Linked DNA regions of Mus musculus: region 1 is linked to region 2. Evidence: chromatin contacts called from public promoter capture Hi-C data. All regions are on one chromosome and are shown on one strand. The core of a region is the stretch at or near the end of the contact, and the rest is flanking DNA. Distances in the headings are between cores, read along the strand shown.

The links. Promoter capture Hi-C pulls out the DNA fragments that hold promoters and counts their contacts.
Region 1: a promoter capture Hi-C map of cranial neural crest shows a contact between it and region 2. The contact joins the promoter of Gpr108 here to the promoter of Efhb in region 2. A contact is called at or near these places in 1 of 39 promoter capture datasets (cranial neural crest) and 1 of 484 Hi-C or Micro-C datasets (uterus).

What each region holds. Positions count from the first base shown.
Region 1 is chr17:57,246,240-57,248,989 of GRCm38.p6, forward strand. Gpr108 (G protein-coupled receptor 108) reads right to left here and starts at 1,450. Exons shown (of 17, transcript NM_030084.4): 1 at 1,272-1,450; 2 at 525-644. The coding sequence starts at 1,397. It also overlaps a transcript of Trip10 not described here.
Region 2 is chr17:53,461,776-53,464,671 of GRCm38.p6, forward strand. It overlaps Efhb (EF hand domain family, member B), which reads right to left and starts at 1,546. Exons shown (of 13, transcript NM_172497.3): 1 at 656-1,546. The coding sequence starts at 1,504.

The DNA.
Region 1 (2,750 bases), core at 200-2,699, 3.8 Mb after region 2:
GAGTGAGTGAGGGTGTGGCCCCAGGAGAAACAAACAAACAAACAAACAAGAGCACCGGCCTTAGATCCCAGCACTTGGGAGACAGAGGTTGGCAGATCTCTGAGTCTGTGGCCAGCCTGGTCTACACAGAGTTCCTGGCTATCTGGGGCTACATAGTGAGGCCATATCTTTTTTTTTTTTTTTTTTTTTTTTAAAGGACATGAGATTGGGAGGAGTTTGGGAAGGTGGGAATGGATTTTGGAGGAGTTAGGGGGAGAAGCGTGTATGATTAAAATGCATTATATACATGCATATATGTTACATATATACTGGCTGGCTAATTTCTGATCCTCCTGCCTAAGCCAGCAGGGACACTAAGATGACAAATCTGTACCCTCAAACCCAGACTGCATGAGACACTGTATTCATTCTTAGGTGACAGGTGGGGAAGGCTATGAGACTGGCCACAGATCACACCGGTGAGGGACAGAGCTAAGACAGAATCCCAGAACTTGCACACTGAGTCCTCCCATGAGCCCCCTCACCTTTGGCAACTTCTTTTCTGTCTCCTGGAGGCTGAGTCGCAGTAAGCTCAGCTCTACTTCCAGGGAACCATTGGTGTAGAATCCGAAGCTGTTCAGTTGGATGTCAGCTCGCTTCTCCCCCTGCAGGAAACCAAAGACACAGTGGCACAAGGGCACTCTCCCCACCAAGTCCAGCACGACGGCGTGTTTCCCTGAGCGTCTCTATACATTTTTATTCAGGACAGGAGCATGTGAGAAAGCCTTCCTGGGTACATCGTATTGGTGCTGGTGACATTTTCCTACTTCAGTCCGAGGCAGCTAGAGGGTGGGGTTGTGTGTCCATGGGGTGAAACCCTGGCAACCCCATGACAGTCCCCATATAGACGTGCACCACCCCGAGAGCGGGCTACATAGGCTGGTGTGACTAGTTTCGACTTTCCAGAAAAGTTTTCGATTCTATCTGGGCTAAATTTTGAAAGTAGTCTCCTGTCACTCCCCTAAGTGAATTCCAGGAAGATCCTACCAGGTGGTACCCCTTCCTCCCAGGTCCTATGGTTGTTACCAAGTGTTCCCTGAAAGTTTAAGCGCCAGGAGTCAGGGGTCCCAGGAGATGAAGCCCCGCCCTCTAAGCCAGGCCAACCCATTACGAGCACCGGGCGGGGAGACCCCGGGACGAGACCACTAGCGGCCTGCAGTGGGGGGTGCGGCTGCTCCATCCACCGGCGGAGCTATGGGGGGAGACAACGAGGCCAAGCCTGCGGGGCTCACTGTGAGAGTCAGCCGGTGGATACGGCCTGAGCAGCCGCTCAGCGTCAGCACCAGCAGCGACAAGTATCCCCATCGGCACTGCGTTGGGCTCTCGCCGCTGAGCCCCCTCCTCTCGCTCACTGCCATCTCTGGGGCTGCGACTGCCCCCCGAACACAGCCTCTGACGCCTGATAAGGCCTACCCACTTTTCAGCCAATAGTCGCACGACGTGGTCTAGTCACCCAATTAGCAACTGAGATTCTTTTGATTGTCAGAAGGCCTCCCAAATGGGCGTGCTTATCCTTTTCAGCCCCGGCTTTCATACTCTCCAATCGCTAAACAGATTGTCCCGGATGTAGTTTGAGGAACAGGACGATTCACCAATGATCCAGGAACCCATATCCGTCCCTTAAAGCGGAATTCCTTCAGCAACTCTTAACGGTCCAAGACTACATTACCCAGAATATAGAGGGAGCAGATCCGTGCAACGAAGCATGCATAAACTACATTTCCCAGTATTCCCAAGGACGCACTTCCTCTCCCACCCCTCACTTCCCCGATACCCTGCTCCCGGCCAGAAGTGGAGACTTAGTCAACGTACGCGTCTATGAGCTTACCTTGTTTCAACTTTGCTGGGCCACCGAAAAGCCTAAAATTCTTCGCACTATGCTGATCTCTAATCCTCGGCTGAATGCCGCTGTAGGTCCTACCTGAAGACTCCGCCCTAGGCGTAACCTTGCAGCAGCTGAGTTCCCTACTTCAAACTGAAACATAGGCTCCTCAATTCCTACTGAGTCCTCAGATCTGGAAGAGTCCCAGCTGCTGGATCCTAGTTGTAGCTTGCAACTCTTAATTAGATTGCTGACCCTGGCGCGAAGCTTCCCACCGTAGTGTGATACCTTTTTCGTCACTGGGACTCTGAGTCCTTCTCCACCCTCCTCCACCATCCCTCTACCCCACTTTACATCTCAGAGCTTAGCCCACAAGCCACCAGCAGGTGGGGCCAAGGCCTATTGGAGCCTCAGTTCCAGCACTGGCTCCAGGGCGTCTTTCCTCAGAAGTCTAGACTGCTCTTCTAGCTGCAACACAATGGTGTTTTGACACTTGCGTAGCGGCGGAGAAAGCACCTACAGCCAGGGAGAGTGGGGTGGGAGCCAACAGGGCCTCTTCCCTTTTATCCGGGAGCCTTAAGGGGGTTTACAAGGCGTGAAAGGACTTTTATGATTGGGAGGACCCGAAATCCTAAGCCCCAGGGTCCCAGAATCTAGAGGCAGTTCTGATTTGGGCCTTACATACTGAATGAGGCTGGAAAATGTGTAGTCAAGTGCAAGTGCGCGGTGCTGTGCGTGCATGCGTGTGTGTGTGTGTGTGTGTGAGTGTGTGCCTAGCCCAGAACGGTGCCCAAAGGACAACCTGTCCTCTGTTTCTCAGAGGAGACTCTGGCGGGAAGGAAGAGAAGTCAGGATGCGGTGGTGTTGGGGGGTGCTAATGGACCTGGCC
Region 2 (2,896 bases), core at 296-2,795:
AAGACCCAGGGCTACTCAGAGAAACCCTGTCTCAAACAACAACAAAATAACAATATAATTGCATTCTTAATAATAATAACTACAGTCTTTAAAAATAATATTTACTGGCTAGTTTTATGTCAATTTGACACAAGCTGGGGTCATTTAAGAGGAGAAAATTGAGAAAATACTACCATAAGATCAAGCTGTAGGCAAGCCTGTAGGGCATTTTCCTAATTAGTGATTTATGGGGGAGGTCCCAGATTATGGGTGATGCCATTCCTGTGCCAATAGTCCTGGGTTCTATAAGAAAGCAGGCTGAGCAAGCCACAAAGAGCAAGCCAATAAGCAGTACCTGCGCATGGCCTACCTCAGCTCCTGCATCTAGGTGTCTGTCCTGCTTGAGAGTTCCTGTCCTGATTTTGATGAGGAACTGTGATATGAAATCATTAGCTGAATAAATCCTTTCTTCTCCAACTTGCCTTTGGTCATAGTGTTTCAGCATAGCAATAGCAACCCTAACTACGACAGAATCCCAATGAAAACTTTGCTATTTGTCTCTAAAAACACAAACCAGCCTCACTACTACAACATCTCAGGAAAGACATGGCTATCCACGAGTTCCAGGGGAAACCCTAGGAGAAACAAACAAACACACACAATAACATGAACTTACACTTGGCCAGCAAGGCACCCGATCAAAGAACTTCCCTGAGTATATGGGCCTGATGTTCCCTGGAGGCTCCACTCCGGGTTCGGTGCTGCCGGGCTCCTTTTTCTCTTCCGGTTGTTGGGCAAATGGACATTCAGAAGGTTCTCTTACTAAACCTATTAGAGGCTCTGTATTCTTGGCTTCATCTGATTCCTGAGTTTGTGGCAACCCGATGTCTACCTCCTTAGGGGGCATCTCTGGGTAGGGGTTCATCACGACACAGGTGGGTTCTTTTTCCGGTTCTTTTCTCAGTTCCAAACCTACAACAGGTTGCTTTTCCACTACAGCATCCGTCCAAGCAGAACCCCAGGCTAAAGGCCTCCTTCTGCTCTCTGCCGCCAGCGGACTTGCATGTACTGTGCTGAAAGGAGGGTGTAGTGTCCCTCCGTAGCGAAGGCGAGGCGGAAGGCCCTTGTTTTCTGGCCCCACTCTTCCTGGTAACACACCCAGAGGTTTTGATCCCTGGAAGGCAGAGCCTTTGTGAAGTCCTAAATTACCCATCTCTGTGGGTGTCCCAGAAATAGTATGTCTTTCTAATCCTACTCCAAGAGCATGGCAAGGTGGCGATTTTGCTTCTGATGATCCCATCCTCTCTCTCCATTTTCGATCTTGTTCTAGTCTCAAGTCAAACCCCAGCTCCGTGGGAGATTTTGACCCCCTAAGTACCCTGTCTCTTATATCGTCCTTTTGCTCTGGGGTGAGTCCAAGTTCCGAGATTTCAGGTGCTCTCGTCCTTCTCAGGGAACTCATCTCTAACGGAGAAGCTGAAGTTTGCAAAGGTTTGGGGGACCCCACTCTCACAAACGAACACATACTCCCAGTACTCCGTGCAGACTACTTCCTGCCTAGGACACTGGATGGAGTCTGTTTATTCCGTTACCTGGGAAACAGACTTGGGGCGGGGCTTGGCGAGCAATTCTTCTCTGTAACCCGCCCCGCCCATCTTTCTTTCTTGGTCGTGCTGTTGGCTTCTCCTTTTCTTTCCCAGAATCCCAGTTTCTGTTTCGTGCTCCTTCACTATCTCTGTTTCTCCTCTCTGTCTCCGCTCCCCCGCCCCCCCCCCGTGCCTCTCTCTCTCTCTCTCTCTCTCTCTCTCTCTCTCTCAATATTATTTTCATTTATGTGTATGCGAGTGTGTGTGTGTGCAAAAGTTACAAAAGCCAGATAGTCGCGGGCCCTGGAGAAAGCTTTCAAAGGCTGAGCCATCTCCCTAGCATCAGTCTGTGTTCACCCCGAATCCCCAACTTCTCCCTCGCACATTCAGGTGGATACTAAACCTGATGTTTGCCAAGTTCTCTTCCGTTTCCCAAGTTATACACTCCTATTTTGAGCTTTAGTAAACCATGGTGCAGTTGCAGAACTCAGGAGGTTGAAGCAGGAGGATAGCCATGAGTTCAATGTCAGCCTAAGGCAAAAGAAACTCGGAAAGAGAAAGGGAAGGAGATATAGATACACATGGCTATCAGCTTCTTTACTGGTGATCTGACTGAAAATCATCTTGCAGTGATTGTTCCTCCTAGGTCTTTCCTTTCCCACAAGTCTCTCCAGTGCTTGGAGTTATCTTAATGCTAAAGGATCTGGAATGCACAGAGCCTATAATCTCAGTGCTCAGAGTCAGAGAGGCAAGAGGATCACTGTGAGTTCCAGGCTAGCCTGGTCTACAAAGGTGCTCTAGACTAGCAACGGCTACTTAGTTAGACCCTCTATCGGAATCACCACCCTCACCCACCCACCCACCGCTCAAAAAACAATCACACATAAGCACCCATGCTCCCTCCCCTACCGTTGAAATTGGGCATCAATCCAGAACCTCAGGGGTGCCAGGTGATCTCTCTTCTACTGAGGTAAATCTCTACTGAGGTAAATCTCTACTGAGGTAAATCTCTACTGAGGTAAATCTCTACTGAGGTAAATCTCCAGCTCTAAAGAATGACTTGAAGGGTCAGGGAGATCGCTCAGTGGATAAAAGCTCCACAAACCTGACACCCTCAGTTCAGACACCAAGGCTCATATACTGACTCCCTTGTCAGAGTTCTCTGATCTCCACATGAGCCCAGTGGCAACCCTAGCCCTAACCCCAAGTAAATTGAAATGTAATTAAAAAAGGGGAGCTCAAGGAGGGGGAACCGGGAAGGGGGCAACTTATGGAATGTGCCTTAACCAGGGTTTCTATTCCTGCACAAACATCATGACCAAGAATTAAGC